2 separate regions of the Drosophila melanogaster genome follow, and region 2 is linked to region 1. The links are chromatin contacts, called in public Hi-C maps. All regions are on one chromosome and are shown on one strand. Each heading gives the region's core, a stretch centred on a gene start, on an enhancer-like site or on the middle of the called end of the contact. The rest is flanking DNA. Distances are from core to core; before and after follow the strand shown. Region 1 holds the start of lncRNA:SMRG (Scutellar Macrochaetes Regulatory Gene). Region 2 holds the start of pdgy (pudgy).

Region 1 (2,877 bases), core at 303-2,802:
TAAATAACGAACAAAATATATATATATAAATAGTGTATAATTCAACTGGCATTACATTTCTTGTTTTCCTCTGTTTATCGATCGTTCAAGAGTACCAACCACATTTCAGTTTAGTTTACTTAATGATTTTCTTAGAAGGAAGACGACTTGGATAAGAGTTAAGAGTAGGGTTTCATTCCGATAAGGCCACGTTTGCTTCATGTGTGGGGCACGGATTTAATTTAGTTGTGTTTTGCTTTTCTTTGTTTGTTGTACAAAGGGAAGAACGCGTTAAAAAAAAAAATATAAGAATAATCATCATGATGATAACCAAAGCTCAGGTCTAAGTTAGGCTTTTTAAAAAATTAATTAGAGCAAAAAAACAAAATATTATATATAAGTATGTTAAATATAGGTATTACAGTAAACTTTTGCACGCTGCCATAACATTCCAATCGGTTCAATTTCGATTGCAATACGTATTGGAGTACGAAAACAATGGGTTTTTTTGCGATGGGAAGTAAAAATCAAAGTAAGCCGAAAGTATAATAAAATAGACTTTAATATAATAATAAATAATTAATATGCCTTTTGCACTCCGTCTCTGCGTTTCCTTTTCCATTTCCACAAGACTATACATAATTTGTGTTTGTGTGTATTTAATTTATACATAATATTAACGATAAGGCACTTTGAGAATTATTTACCCCCCTCGTTTGTGGTGCACACAAATTGATAAACACACTTGGAATTTGCTCTTTCACCGGCCGTTTGTTTGTTTGTTTTTTGTATTTTTTTTGTGCTTTAAGTCATGCTTAAAATTTTTGCTGCTGTTGGTCGTAATGTAACTTAAATACGCCTAGTGAAAGAGATAATAATAAATAGGAGTAATTATATATTTGATTTAGTTTGATTTGAATTGCATTTCAGCAATTGTTTCAATATAAATTATTTGCACAAAAAAAAAAAAGGTCGCTGTATACGGATTACAGTTTACATATTTATACATATAAATTTCAATAGGTCAGAAAATGTGTACAAAATAATTTAAATATTTGTATTAAGTTTCTATTTTGTTTGCTCAGTTTAGTTTAGTATTTAAATTTCTAACACTGTACTCAGATTGCTTTTTGTTTTTTTTTCGCTTTCCGGCCTTTTATAAATCGCTTTTTCTTTCAATTTTACCGACGCATACAAAGATCGACATTCGTATGGTTTTCCCTACATAAATATTTTAAATAAGCTTTTTTTTGTTAAGGTTTTTCCTTTCCTTTTTCCGTTTTTTTATTACATATGCATTTACTTCATTATCATCGACGTAAGCATAATTATAATATGGTTTTATATAAGTTTTATATAAATAAAGGCTCTCTCATAACACTAAAATTATATAACTGCACCCAAAAATAGAAGAAATCAAGAAGAAGTTGTAAAATAAATTAAATAAAAATAATATATAATAAACAAAATGATCTGTCGCATATACCATATAAAAAACATAAAATTATCAATGGTCAAAATATGTGTGTGTGTGTGTGTGTGTATGTGTGTGTGTGTCTGAGTGTGTCGCATGTGTTGTTTTCATAAATTATTAACATTAATTGCATATAAAATATATCTGGTATGTTTTATGTAAATAGATGTGAAAATAAATTATGGTGTTTAAAAATCAGCATTTCCATTTCATAGATCGATTTTAAAGAGTACAAAAAAAATCGTAGTCATTCAAACAAAAAATATATATATCAAATCAATGACAAAATTCCATTAAAAATGTCCTCTCAAAATGAAAAATTGTTGGTTGCTCGTTGGTTGTTGTTTTTGTTGTTGTGATTAGTTGCACGATTTGCAGAGGTATATCATCAATAATATTCATATCATTCAAGATCATCATTTAAACGTAATCATAGAGTAATTGGTAATTATAATTTATTATCTTTATCAAAATATTAACTCTCGTATGTACATAACGTTTTCTATTACATAATTTTTTAGCAAAAATAATAAATTAAAGAATTTTCGTAGCTTTCTTTCTGTCCGTCTATCGTTCTCATATGAATTGGATCGATTGATTGATTGATTGATTAATTGGCTTGGCTTGGCTTGGATTGGAAGACATCGGACCAACTCTCTATCTCGCTCTCTATTTATCCACATCAAAAGTTATATATACACAGGTGGTGGCCAAATATGCATATATATATATATATATATATATACATATCTATATATATATATACAAGCAGCCGGTAATCAATTTTTACATGAGACCTATCCAAAGTGTGTGCCGTATAAGTATTGAACAAAAGCGACAGGTGTGCGTGTGCATGGGTTTTACTAATGGATGCACTGCAGTAGTTTCTATAAATGCAGGAACGATTTTCACATTCGTCGTTGGCCGTGGGGTTTGTTGATTTGATTTGAGCAACATTCGCTGAAGATTCCCAAATAGTCCTTTTCGTTATCTCCGTCTTTGTATCTTGTCCAGTTCATAAGAATGTTTTGTTTAGCTATAGCATTCATGCTAGCTATGTTTTTTTTTTTTTGTTTTCTTTTTGTTAGTTTTTAGTTTTTAGTATTTAGTTATAGTTTAAGATCATCGTTTGCTTGGATTGTTTGTTTGTCATTTACGTATCTATCTAACTAATTGTCCCGTAGTAGTCCGTAATTCGGTCCTTCTCATATAACGATTATTGTATAACGATTACGTTTGACTGTCACAGCAATGAGAGAATTGATATCAAGGATCGGTTCATAATTAAGGGGTGTCTGTGTTTGGCGTATACTTGATATACACTTATTCTGCAACGAAGTTACGCCACCGGAAATCCATTTGCCTTGGCATATTTGCGTTTCAAATTGGACTGCGAGAGTAGTTTTGTTTTCAGTTTCCATGGT
Region 2 (2,919 bases), core at 180-2,679, 2.3 Mb before region 1:
TACATTGCGCACAGGTATATGGATATACCCTTACCCACCTGCAGAACATACTCCATCTGGAAGTTCCCGCCTAATTTCGATGCGAACAATCAGCGTGCAGGCAGATTGTTTTGGTTCTCCGAGCAGATATTCCCCCTCATGTTCTACTATGCTCTGGGCATTAGTATCATTGGATCGGTGCGTATATGCAAATTGCTTTATATTTCAGATGTGCATTTATTACACCTATCTCAACACAGACTCACAATTGTCTAGAATTCATAAGCATTTTGTTCAAGAAGGCGCATCTGAAGAAGTCGCATCGGCTAAGGAAGGTAAAGAATTTCAAATACAAGCAATTGCGCCGCTTTCGTATCATCGGATGCATTTTAATGTTAACGGCGTGGACAATACTGCTATACGCCTTGGCCACCGTGAGTACTAAAAATATCATATACAAAAAAAAAAAAAACGATATCTATTCAAAAACTTCTTTGAATTCCATTAATATATTGTAAACATTATTTGAATCCAGCTCAAGCCGCATTACATTGGTCCATGGTTTGTGATTTATGCCACCATTACATCCATCGATATATTATTGGTGCTGTCAGATGCCTTAGTGAACAGGACTATAGGCAACGGCTTCTTGTTCAAGACTTTGATCCCGGTTATCAACTTGTACTGTGTCCTTTCTGTGCGGTCGACTCTCAGGCAACTGATCGAATTTTACGGTTATCAGGATGTTGTTTGGTGGTCAATGGAAAGATATGCCCCATAAATTGTCAAAATAAGTGAAAATAATATTTAACTACATTTTACGTCGTACTGTATTTTTCTCATATTAACAAAATGTAATAAAAAAAATTAATTATTTAACAAAAACAGCGCCACCTGGATGTTGTGCCGAGTAATGGCAATTGACCAACAGGTAGCGCACATGTGCAACATTGTTATTAACGCTTCAATTGTTATAAAGCTTTTGGTTTTTAAGCTTTATGGATCACATTTTATCCTAAAGAACAACTTAGGCTTAGAGGAACTTAATAAATAGATCTGTTTTAAATAGGAATTGAAAGCTTCTTTTTGAGGTTAAAAAACCCATTTAATAATATGTAATGATTAATATTGGTACTAAACATGATTTTAGGAATCATGAAATATGACAAAATGTAATACTGTCACTTTCTATCTATCTATTAAATATTTGTTATAAAATAAAAATAAAAATATAGAATTAAAAAAAAAATGGCTAAATAACCATTACTGATGTCTAAACCCACCCCCGCAAGCAGCGTGTTCGCTCACCATCTACCTCTCTTTTCAAGAGAGCACGTTGCAAAGACGTTCAGACCCGCCACCTCCGCGCTCCACGGCACCCTTTTTTTAGGACAGAGCATCAAGTTGGTGGCAGTTCCCCAGCGAACACTGAGCACAACAGATTACCGAATTAGTGCGCAGGTGTTTGCGTGAGTGATAGACGAAAAACTGTAACCTGTGGCAAATCCCCCCACTAAAAACTGATAAAACAACTGAAAAGGCTGTTGGGTTCACCTCTGAAATCTAAATCCCACCCATAACCAAGCTCGAAAATAGCCAAGATAAACAAGTTGGAGCTGCAGCAAATGAAAAGAAAAACAGACGTATAATAATAAAACAAAAAAGCAACGAAAAACGAAGCCAAAAACTCACATGCAACCGTCTTAATGAAGTTGAGAAAAACTGGTTTGCTGAGATAAACATTTTGGAGTTTGTTTTGGTCCCGCTTTCAACGGTCATAAGGGGAAGGGGGCTGAGCCAGGGTCCAAAGTTCAACACAAAACAGCACCAAGAAAGTACGACGACTCGTTTGCGCGAAACGCACACATTTTGCATGCTCCCGCACAGGCTAGTTCGAACTTTTAGCATATCCAACATCTGTACGCAAAATATCATAAAATCTTCTCTTGGCATTACACAGAAATTACTTATTGATCGTTGGGCTTCTTTATAAGTCTCAAGAGAAAGTTGAGACAAACGAAGTCAGTATCTTTTATTATTTACATAAGTAGATCTTATCATTTAGTTTTTAAAATAACCTTTAAAGCCCCACGTAGTTCTTTACGCTTTATTTAAAAAAAAAAATGATCCGAAACGTTAACATTTCGAAGATCTCTATCATAGAAACATGATTTATATTTAAGACTGGTTATACCAAACTTAACAGATAATACATTAGTGATCCATTATAGCACGTTTACTAATTTAATTAGCCATTATACTTTCAATATTCACAATTAATAAGCCTGTGGTGCTATAATTGTGAGCTCAACTGTAGATGTGGGCGGGGGGCAGAGCAAGAGCGAGATATAGTGTGTGTGGTGCATTAAAAATGCTGTTTGAAATGTTATGCGAATAAAAAAAGCACATTACATGCGAGTGTACATAAGATAAGTTCGAAATGCAATCAACTATTGAATAACAAGTATCCCACATCTATATAATACCAAACTATATGCTATACTGTATAAAACTGGATATCAGGCCCACTGTAACTCTCTCCTTTTCATTTAATTTCTCTCAATGCAAATGCAACTGTAACGCGATCGATGTAAGAGAAAGAGAGCACTCATTTGCATAGAGCTCGCTTTGCAAGAGTGTTTGAGTGGTCGAGGGAGGAGAAAGGTAGAGGGCCTCTTTTTTGGCCTTGAGTTCCGCTTACGTTGCATACATGAGATATATGTATGTACATATATATTTATAAAAAACCGTGAATAGCATTGCCGTCTCACAAGTGTCCATTTCAAACGCAGAATTTTCCCCAGCTGGTGAAACGTGTGGCAACAGAGTGTTGAGTTTACCAAGAGGGTGAATGCACTGGTTAATGTTTAAGTTTTAGTTCCAGAAAGGAAGTGCAATGCTATTGAAAACATCAGGTTTAAATTACCCTTCAAGGTCATT

What was found. Hi-C and Micro-C count contacts between places; a contact is called where the count stands out from the background.
Region 2: a Hi-C map of the Kc167 cell line shows a contact between it and region 1, with 2.6 times the contacts expected there. The contact joins the promoter of pdgy here to the promoter of lncRNA:SMRG in region 1. A contact is called at or near these places in 3 of 107 Hi-C or Micro-C datasets (the Kc167 cell line and eye imaginal disc).

Annotation. Positions count from the first base shown.
Region 1 is chrX:12,679,362-12,682,238 of dm6, reverse strand. lncRNA:SMRG (Scutellar Macrochaetes Regulatory Gene) reads right to left here and starts at 1,552. Exons shown (of 1, transcript NR_167813.1): 1 at 1-1,552. It overlaps Tis11 (Tis11 zinc finger protein), which reads right to left. Exons shown (of 4, transcript NM_001272561.2): 4 at 1-2,877.
Region 2 is chrX:14,952,042-14,954,960 of dm6, reverse strand. It overlaps pdgy (pudgy), which reads left to right and starts at 1,429. Exons shown (of 7, transcript NM_001298328.1): 1 at 1,429-1,448. CG9030 reads left to right here. Exons shown (of 3, transcript NM_167422.3): 1 at 1-177; 2 at 240-413; 3 at 515-838. The coding sequence ends at 760. lncRNA:CR44831 (long non-coding RNA:CR44831) reads left to right here and starts at 1,264. Exons shown (of 1, transcript NR_123907.1): 1 at 1,264-2,616.